Regions from separate parts of the Canis lupus genome. Here region 2 is linked to region 1. Evidence: chromatin contacts called from public Hi-C data. All regions are on one chromosome and are shown on one strand. The core of a region is the stretch at or near the end of the contact, and the rest is flanking DNA. Distances in the headings are between cores, read along the strand shown.

Region 1 (4,903 bases), core at 529-3,028:
GAAGAGGGAGAAGCAGGCTCCCTTCAGGGACCCCAATGCAGAACTTGATCCCAGGACCCCAGGATCATGTTACAGTTGCCTGTAACACCCAGTGAAGGCAGATGCTCAACCACTGAGCCTCTCAGGTGTCCCTATAAAGATTTTTTTTAATTAACATTTGAAAATATAAAGATCTTTGAAATAACCTTTTGGTTTTTTACTATTTTTTCAAAAGCAGCTCATTCAGTATTGACTGTGCAATGTTCACTCAGAAGAACAAAAGTTAAGAGACTCACATACCTGGGATCCTATTGAGCGTCACCCAGAAGTGTTCATCAGGACTGTAAGTGTCTTTGGACCAGGAGAGCAAGTCAAGTGCATGCTGGTCTTGGAGGACAAAGTTGGCGAATTCCCTGGTGAGGGCCACATAGGCAGTGCCGAAGTAGATGGTCATGTTGTGAGGAGGTGGGGTCTTTAATTGTGTTGTTTTAAGCATGTAGGAATTCTTTTTGCTTAAGAGCTCCCGGTGGACGTACTTGGTCCGTCCGATGGCATGAGCGGGGGGCAGCACCCCGGGGGTGATGTTTTTCCCTTTAAATCCTTTCAGATACCGAACGATCTCCTTGTTGGTCTTCAGGGGGAAATCTTGGCCACACGTGTTGATGGCGTACTTCCAGGGCACCTCAGATGCCCCAAGGTCTTTAAGGCAGTTCAGGTCCGCCTGGAGCCTGGAAATCCCACCATAGACCACGGGCTCCATCTTCGAAGCAAGAAAAGCATTTGGGAAGCAGCTGAGCAATTGCTTCACTGCATTTTTAAATGTGTCTGTTGCCTTTTCATCCACATGCACACAGTAGACATTTTGGGGCATGTAAATCGCCCTGAAGAGTCTCTCAAAAGTGTCAAAGTCTTTGTGGATGGTCACTGTGTAAGCCAGAGGGAACCCTGCCTCCTCTTCTGATAGTGTTTGTGTTATATAGTGACTTTGAGCCATGTACTCGTAACAGGTAGAGTCACTGAGAGTAGTTTTCAGTGCGTTCCCCGTTGGGTAAAAAACCCTCCCCTTAAAAATCTGTTGACAGACTTCTGTTAACACCGAAGCATTGGACAGAGATGCCCTCAGAAAATGCTTCTCCTCCCATAACTTGTGATTGTAAACAAATACAAAAACCAGGGCAGTGATAAGAGACACAGTGAAAAGGTAATGCTTCCAAGAGACCATCATTCAAGACCAGAAAGCGAGGAAAATGTCTCCTGAGATCCGATCAGAGTGTAGATATATTCAACTTACATGTTCTCCAGAATCCATAGATCATCCTCTTGGTTGACGTGATTCTGAGCAGCTATTCCCCGTGCCCTTCCAGGTAACCGTTTGGACCTTTTTCCTGTCTTGCCTTCTCATTCGCCACTATGTTTCATTTCCACCTTTCTTTGACACATTTCTGAAGTAGCTCCTTTGGATTTGCTTTGCTCCGGCTCCCGTTCACCATGCAACCTGTTACCACACGAAAACAAGCCGTCTCGGGGAGGTTCTGATTCTGAGGTGTCCACCTCTCGCTGCTGGAAAGTCACCGAAGAGTGAGGTCACCATTCTGCAAGTCAGCGCCCCTTAGACTTTCTCTCCTAGCCTTTTCTCCCAGCCAGAGGTTGCGACTGTGTCAGTTCCCCAACTTCCTGTTAATCATTGCGTTCAACTGACTGGCTTTGTTTGCTTAAACAGCACTGCCAAGTTAAAAGCTTCAGTTCTAAGCATGTGAACACCGCCTGGAGAGACATTCTGTCAATAAATATTTAGTGCTTAAAAATTAATCGCTTAACCTGTCTTTTTCCACACACACACACTCCGACCTCCCTATATCGACTGGGTATGCTATAAAGCAAGACGTATGATTGGCTGTTGAGCCAAATTCTTTCCAGGGCTTAATTGTCTCTGCTGCTAGTAAGGTCCTTAGAAAGGCACATTTGCAAAATTACCTCACCACCTAACTTATTACACAAAGTGACTGGGGTGCTTGATGAATTAAGGTTAATTAAAAAATATATATATATATCCCCCCAAAAACACCCCACCTCAAACATCTGTCCCTACCCCAAAATTATATAAAGGCTAAAATTGCAGTTTGTGAAATGCCAAGTTGATCTCACCCGAGCCCAAGTTGTGGGTATGTAGAAAGCTAAGAGAGAGACAGTGTCTCACTCTGGGAAGTTCCAGAACTCACAGAGAGAGGTTTTTATGAATTTACAAACCCCCTCAAAGGGTTTTTCCCTATGCAAAAAATGAAAATAATTTTACCACCTCCCTAGGTTAGTCATGAGAATAAAGTGAAGTAACATGAAGAGTTCAGGGCCTTGCCCAGCAACCAGTTGAGGTGAGAGAGAAGAATGAACAAAAGTCCCTCCCCCATCATGTGTCAAGAAAACGACACAATCACCACCACTCTGTTGAAACCTTTTTACACTTCCCTTATTCTTCCTTCTGTGAGCCCGAGCCTGTTAGATGAAATGTCAAAGTTAACCCTGATCAGTTTTAGTTTATTTGGTGGTTAGCTGCATGGGGGTGTGAGCGTACGCTGTGCATACTTGCAGAAGTGGTGGGTTAGCACTGAGCTCACATAACCTTCATCTGTTTCTAGCTCCCACCACTGTCTGCACATGCTAGACAATCAAATATGTATTGATCGAGTGCTCTAGTTTTCATTTCTCTGTTTCCCTGATCACATTAGCATGAGATTCCAAATATTAAGGACTTCTAATCTTTATTTGTATCTATGGAGGTGGGTACATTCAACATACTTATTTTCCCAATACATCTTAGTTATAAAGACAACGTACTATTACAGAGAGTTGGTAAACACAATGTTTTCATGTCTGGTAGTCTATTTACCTCTTGCCCACAGACACACACATTTTGATTTTTGTGCTCAGGGTAGATGCAAGTGCACATCCTGCATTTTGTGTTTAATATCATAGCCTAATATTTCCATGGTGCTACTCAGTCTTCATGGGGTATTGTCTTCACAATCATTACCTTAGAACACAAGACTGGGATAATTATTTGTTGTTTTTTTCCCACCTCAGTTGAAAGCTTTATGCATTGGTGAAGGGATCTTCGGGAGCACAGGAAATGATGATAAGAAGAGATGCTGGGAAATTCTCCAGAACTAGGTACATCAGTCTCACTGGTTTCTGGAATCTGATTCTATAGCATGATTCAGACTCACCATCTTGTCTATATGATCCCAAATAGAATTCAATCAACCCAAATACCTATTTACTTAACTATCTCTCATGTGCGTACCTACAATTCTTTTGTACTAATCATCTCTTCAGTAAAGTAGTCATTTAAGAATAATCTTTTCTGAAATGATGACTAAAATTTCTCTTGTTTTAAAAAAAAAAATGTTACTATCCCTCTAGGTCTCTGTCCACATCAAATGAAAGGGACCAGTGATGATTAAATGAAGCCATCAATACCTAACATGGCTTATCTAAACTAGCCAAATTTTTACAGCTTCTCCTCTTAATATATCCAGATAACTTCCTGGGTTTATTCGGGCTATCACCTCATTCTTGGCACAATCCCATCCCTCCAGACATTTCATATAGAAATGCATCTCTCACAGCTTGCTGGCTCTCCTCTGAATCTACAATCCCTGAATTTATAGTTACAGGGTGAAAAACAATTACAGTTTAGTACTTTGCTTAGTAGTTAACTGTACCTCACCTGACCTGCTACAAGGGTCCTCTGATTTTAAGCTCTAGAAACATTCACAATTATTTAAAATAGAATCTTCAACAATGCTAAACATTTATTTATTTTATTTATTTACTTTAAAGATTTTATTTATTTACTTGATGGGATGAGAGAGAGAGCAAGCATGAGCAGGTGGGGAGGGTTAGAGGGGGAAGGAGAAGCAGGCTCCCCATCGACCAGGGAAGCCCATGTAAGGGCTCAATCCCAGAACCCTGAGATCATGACTTGAGCCAAAGGCAGATGCTTAGCCAACTGAACCACCCAGGTGCCTGGTAACAATGCTAAACATATTTTAAAGAATTAGTACCTAGCCTCTTTTTTTTGTTGTTGTTTCCATCAACCCAATCTATCTGCTGCTTAACTTCCTGGTAAGCATGTAGGAAATGTGGGAAATGCTTATTCTGATCCTCCTGGCTTTCCTGAGGCCCTATGCAATGTACCTCTAATCATCCTTCTAAATCCTGAGTTTTGGGCTCTTGCACTTATGCGAAATCATAGAAGAGGATGGTAATGGGTGACCATAAAAAACAGTGTGATTCTTCATCCCAGCTTGAGCATTAGATCAAAATGAATACCCTCAATTCTAAATTGGAGGCAGTAATCAGGTAAGATGGAGTTCTGAAGAAACGGAATTTGTTCTGACTGGTGGCTTGGTCACTCAATAAATAGTAGGTGTATATTTACGTCCCCAGAGTTCAGCCTGTGCTTACTTATTAGCGTTTTTTTTTTAAGTTTATTTTTTAGCAATCTCTACACCCTACATGGGGCTCGAACTCCCCACCCCAAGATCAAGAGTCACATACTCTTTCGACTGAGCTAGCCAGGCACCCCATTATTAACGTATACTATAAATCCTTATCCTGGGCATAAATTAATTTTTGGTCCTCTAAGAAAACTGTGCTTAGAGTTTAATCTCAACAACTGATTTTAGAAAGGGAGCAGAAGGGCTCCATTTCTACAGATGTGGATAAGCTACCCACGATCCTCATTTTACTTATTCTTGGGGCCACAGGATGCCTAAAGCACTTTTTACATACTTCACCATGACATCGCCTCTATGCTCAAGTTAGAAAAACTAAGGAAGCCACATGGATATTTGCTCAGAGTCTACAAAAGTCTCGTTGAGATCGCAGGGAATGAGCGTCTTGGATTAAATTGGTTTTACATGCT
Region 2 (5,628 bases), core at 129-2,628, 130 kb before region 1:
ATTCCTGAGGACTGCTATCGCGGTAAAAACAAACAAAAAACCTTTGTGCATATTACAGAAGGAATGCTGATTATCTGAGCTACTTGTCTGTCTAGGTTTAGCAGCAGTAGTGGCGAGTGTCAGGGCTTCACATTTCACACACACCTGAGGACCGGAGTCCCAGGTCTCCCTTTGTGGCCCGGAGCAGGTCACCTAACCTATCTCAACTTCAGGCTCTCACCTGTAAGACAGAGTCAGCTGTACCCGCCTCGGGCTATTGCTGTGAGGACGACTATGTGTCCGGGACAACACAGCAACTTCATTACAAAGAAAACACAATCAATAGCACCATCTTTAGACGTTCAAGAGATGTCACCTTCCGGCCAAAAGCAGATTAATGACCAGGTAGAGAACGAAATAAACAAAAGTAATCAGTCAAATTATATACATCCAGTTTTCTGATTAATTCAAGACTGACACCTTGACTTCGTACATAAATACTGAAGAAATAAAAATAAAAAAGGTGAAGAAGCCTATTTTTTCTTAGGGGGAAAAAAACATGACTAGGCTAAAAATTAGATCTTATTTCTGGTCCTGGACAGGTCCTAACTACCTGTTTCACTAAAGGCAATCTTACTTAACATTTCTGCTCACACATCTGGTAAAGATAATTGTATTTTGTTGTCATTTTCTCCATGCATTTGTCCCCCTTGCTCTCCTCACGCTAGCGAGCTCTCCAGCGCGGATCCATTCCTTCTGGCTTCTTCGCACCCCCTTTACCAACGAATGCCCCCCCCCACTCGGGGGGGGGAAAGAGTCCGAAACTACTGAATAAATTGGAACACTTTTTTTTTTTTTAACCAATGAGAGATTCATCCAGACTCAGCTCTACTATCTTGAAAAATCCCAAGACAAAACTCAATAAAAGAGCAAACTGTTCTTTCATTAAACCCTGAACACGTGAAACTGGCTGTCAACTCACAGGCGTTAAACCCTGAACCCAGGAACGCCAGCTTCCTTCCTGGACCGCGCTCAGAAAGTCTGTGAAACCCAACAGACACGACCTCGTCTTATGAAATGCCCACTCTACATTAAAAAAAAAAAAAACTAAACTAAACTACACGCGTGGGTTCGATTCATCAATGAAGCCCTAAGAGATCAAAGTGTTTACCTGCGACGCCGTGCCCACCTCCGCCGCGGGGGAACCCGCCCGGACCCACCCGCGCACCTCCTCCCGCGGTCCCTCCGCGCGCCCCCTCTGACCTCCCGGTGCTCGCCGCCTGCGTCCGGCTCCCGGCGAATAGCGAACCCAAAAAGGACCTGCTCGTAGCAACCAGCTACCAGCTCCATTCAGCGGCGCACGTGCCCCTTCCGCGAGCCCCGCTCCGCCGACACGGAATGACGAAAGCGGACGCCAGCGCACGTGGGGGTCCTTCCTGCGCCGGCGCTCAAATTGACGTCACGAGCTCAGGGCTGCCCTTGGGGCGCCTGCCTCCGTGGAAACTGTTTCAGCGCTCGAAGATCGCGCGGAGCTTCCAAGAGGAGAAGAAACAAGGACGCCGCATGAGGACGTTCTCAAGGCGAGGAGACAAAAGTTGGGAGCAAGCAGGCACGTCCTAGGTGGCCGCCAGCTGGGCGGGTCTCAGGGGAGCAGGGCGGGGCAGCCTCTGCGGAAGCCCCTCGTTTCCGTGACGTCATGGGGGCGTGGCCTGCCCAGAGTGGGCGGGGCCTCTGGCGGCGTGGTGCTCTACCCCGGGAGGCACCTGCAGATGTGGGGTGCGGGACCCGGGACGGGAATTAGGAAGGTTAGGGAGTTCGGAAAAAGGAAGGTCTCCTTTTTGCGCCCGAAGCACAGAGGAGGCTCCCTCCCAGTAAGGCACGGAGGGGGTGGCCTGCGGCGTCTAGAGCAGCGCGCGAAGTCGGGGGCCCGCCCTGCGCACCTCCCTTCCAGCTCGTCTGGCTGCGCGGACCGTGCGGTCCCTGCGGCCGGCGTCGCCCCACCACCCGGAGGAGGGGCCAGGGCGCTAGACCCGAAGGGTGCAAGGAGGGGCCGCTCGAGCAAGCCGGGCGCACGCCGCCTCGGCGAACGTGCCGGAGGGACTCTCACCCCCGAGCCCCGAGGTCGGCTCCGGTCGTGAAAACAGAAATCGCCTTAATTGACGTCTGAGAGCTCCCCGTAGGGTACGGAGATGCAGAGGTCTGTTAGACAGCACGGCTTTGCGCACGCCTGATGGAACACCTCCGGGAGCGTCAGCATCTCGCAGGTGCTGCGGCAGCTGGGTCTGCAAGTGGGAGCGGGGGGCTCGTCGGCGCCGGCTCGTCAGCCCTGTGGCGCGCTGAGCTTACAGCGCCTTCCCCTCCTCCCCTCCCCTCCCCTCCCCTCCCCTTTTTTGTAGGATTTTATTTATTTAATCAGGAGAGAGAGAGAGAGAGGCAGAGACACGGGCAGAGGGAGAAGCAGGCTCCTGCAGGGAGCTCGATGCGGGACTCCCCGAGACCCCGGGGTCACGCCCTGAGCCCAAGGCAGACGTTCAACTGCTGAGCCACCCAGGGATCGCTTCTTCTTTTTTTTTTTTTTTTTTTAAGGTTTTATTTATTTACTCATGAGAGACACACACAGAGAGAGGCAGAGACACAGGCAGAGGGAGAAGCAGGCTCCCTGCAGGGAGCTCGATGCAGGACTCGATCCCACGACCCCGGGGTCACGCCCTGAGCCCAAGGCAGATGCACAACCACTGAGCCACCCAGGGGGCCCCGTATCTGTTTATTTAAAAGCAAAACTAATAGTCTCTCATCCAGAAAGAAAAAAAAAATCTTTGAATGAACCTATGTTTCAAGATCTTTCCTGTGTTCTGTCTGTGGAAAAGCCCCTGGTGCTCTCTTTAGCCTAGGGAGATCTCAGCTGTTGTATGATGGGAATTACTACTCATTCAGTAGGTTTTTTTTGAAGTTACCTTTAACCTAGCCCTGTAACGGGGTATTTACTATGTATTGCCAGGTTATCACACTTCTTCTTAAGTATTTGTCGCATCTTAAAGAAGAACACTATGGCTGGAAAAAGTCTTTTATTTCCAACTAGGAATCTTTTAGAATATGGCTGGTTCTAGAATGAAAACCATAAACAACGTGGACATAAAGCAAAGTGGTGTAGTCATTTTTTTTTTTTTTTAACTGTCAGAAATGACGAACCCATTAGCTGGGAAAAACCGTGAAGAGCATTTATTTATCCAGGTGATCCCAATCCGAGAGAGTTTATGGCTAAGTTCTGGCGGCTTTAAATACCCTGAAATTCTACCTAAAGTTGTCTATGTACATTTTTGGAGGAGAGCATTGATAAAAGTTCACTCCATTTTCCAAAGGATTGGTGCCTCTACAGTTAAAATGTACTAATGCAGTATGAGGTTATGAATGTGAAATGAGTCTAGAAAAATAACTCAAAACCACACAGCTAAGCAACAGCCCCCCACCCCACCCCCACCCCCACCCCACCCCCCTGGTCAGACCCTAGCGCTGCTGCTTTTCTACATTTCCTTGGGCACAAACTTTCACAAAGAAGGACAAAGCAGTTTTTCACTGTCTAAGGGAAAACAATGCAAAATTACATACTTGTTCAACTGGATCCAAACTGCGCATACTTCCTGCAAACCTACTGTTCTCTTTCCAAACACAGGATGCAAAAAAAAAAAAAAAAAAAAAAAAAGCCATTTAATCTCATTCTTGTGAAAACTGCAGTTGCCAAGAAACCACCAACTGTTAAGAGTTCATTAACGCTCAAGCAAAACAGGACTTTTTGTTTTGCTTTTTAAATTATTGATTGAAAAGCTTTTTACACTTGAGCCACACATTGATTTATTCATTCATTCAACAGATATTTATTGAGTGCCTGGCTTTGTTTGGTTTGCTAAAGAAAACAACAGCCAGTTTTTTTTTGGGGGGGGGGCAGAGGGGCAGCAGTTGGTCAGGTGGATATGCTGGGCTCAAAGCAGAATATAGCATAGAAGAGTCAGCTGTGTTAGAAATATGAGAGTCTAATATTCCTGCTCAATTACCCTTTTTTCTCACTGGCAGGTAGCAAGTCTTAACTTTTAGGGCTACAGAGGTGCATGTGCACATCCCCAGAGTACTTTGGTCTCCTTTGCACATAGAGCTAAGGGAAGCTGAGAGTGAGCTACTTCCCCTGGACACTGGCCAGTTGTCGGCCCTGGTATAAATTTGCTTCACCTGCTTCGTGGGGATAATGCAGGTGAAATATCAGAAGTTGGCATTTGGAGCTTTTAGAGAGCAAAACAATATTTGTGAACGCTTCCTTGTCACCATCATCAACAAAGCCCCTGAAGGTCCATCTTCTTTGAAGCTTTGCTCATGGCCCTCTGTACCCAGCTCCTGCCATCACGCTGGGTGATTTCCACATGCAACATTGACTTCTCCCTTCCTCAGCCTCCTTACCCCCTTATATTAACGTTTAGCTTCTACTTTCTGATCACAACTTTATCTCTCACCCATTCAAAGCAAAAGTTCTGATTTTTTCCTCTTATAAAGTACAGCTCTAAAATGAGAGAAGGAACAAGAAGGAACAAAAAAAATTACTGTATATTTTATTTGATGGCTAAGCTGCTATAGTAGTTAGGAATTGTGTTTAACTTCATACAGTAACCTAAAACAGCTGTGGCTTAAACAAGACATTTATCTCTTAAGAGAAATCTGGAGGTAGCCCGTGTAGTGCTGGTACAAGGAGTCTACAGACATCAGGGACCCAGACCCGTTTTCTCTTTCAGATCCTACATTCTTGTGCATGACTTCCTCCGTGATGTCACAGGCCAAAATAATGCTGAGGTTGGGCTCCAGCCATCATATCTATCATCTCAGCACTATGCCCCGGGGAAAGGGTGGAGGACAATAGGAATAAGCCTCCTTCCAGCCAAACCAACTCCCTTGGCCCACACAGCTTTACTGAATCCCTTTATAATAGGGTTTGTTTTTTTTTTTTAAGGTTTTATTTATTTGGTAGAAAGCACAAGCAGGGGGAGAAGGAGAAGCAGACTCCCAACTGAGCAGGGAGCCCACTGTGGGGCTCGATCCCAGGACCCAGAGATCATGACCTGAGCTGGACCACGCAGGTGCCCCCCGTTATAACAGTTCTGTTTCCATCTTACTGGCCAGATTTTGGCCAGCTGGACTCACGTACCCCGGAGAGCTAGGAAATGTCTTTTAGCGAGGCCTATCTCTGCCTCCGAATAAAATCAGGGTTTCGTGTTATTGAGGAAGAAAAAGACACATTAGTGGGTGGCCGCCTGGCAATGTGTTCCACAGCTGCTCATCAATAACATCTCCCAGGAAGAATGGGGAAATCTGGAGTAGAGGCTCCACTCTATCTCCCTGCTTTGTGTAAGTAGGCGTTCGGTAAATAATGGGTGAATGAATGATTTGATATCATGATTACTGTTTTTTTACATTGCAGGTAAATATAGACTGCCTCAAACACTTACGGATAAGCTGCAGGGAAATAGCCAGACCCAAAGGGCCCCTATTTGGATTCCAAAGTTACTTTCTTACATTTTGACACTTTGTGAGGCTTGCTACTCGGGTAGAACCTGAGCCAGGTCTAGAATCCAAATCTATTGAATCAGGACCTACATTTTAAACAACACG

Evidence for each region. A called contact is a pair of places that touch in the nucleus more often than the background predicts.
Region 2: a contact with region 1 is called in a Hi-C map of blood, with 2.5 times the contacts expected there. The contact joins the promoter of C35H6orf52 here to the promoter of GCNT2 in region 1. A contact is called at or near these places in 2 of 9 Hi-C or Micro-C datasets (both in blood).

Annotation. Positions count from the first base shown.
Region 1 is chr35:11,602,851-11,607,753 of UU_Cfam_GSD_1.0, reverse strand. It overlaps GCNT2 (N-acetyllactosaminide beta-1,6-N-acetylglucosaminyl-transferase), which reads right to left and starts at 1,778. Exons shown (of 3, transcript XM_038584150.1): 1 at 280-1,778. The coding sequence starts at 1,204.
Region 2 is chr35:11,733,038-11,738,665 of UU_Cfam_GSD_1.0, reverse strand. C35H6orf52 (putative uncharacterized protein C6orf52 homolog) reads left to right here and starts at 1,378. Exons shown (of 4, transcript XM_038584494.1): 1 at 1,378-1,559. The coding sequence starts at 1,378. PAK1IP1 (p21-activated protein kinase-interacting protein 1) reads right to left here and starts at 1,401. Exons shown (of 10, transcript XM_038584155.1): 1 at 1,243-1,401. The coding sequence starts at 1,329.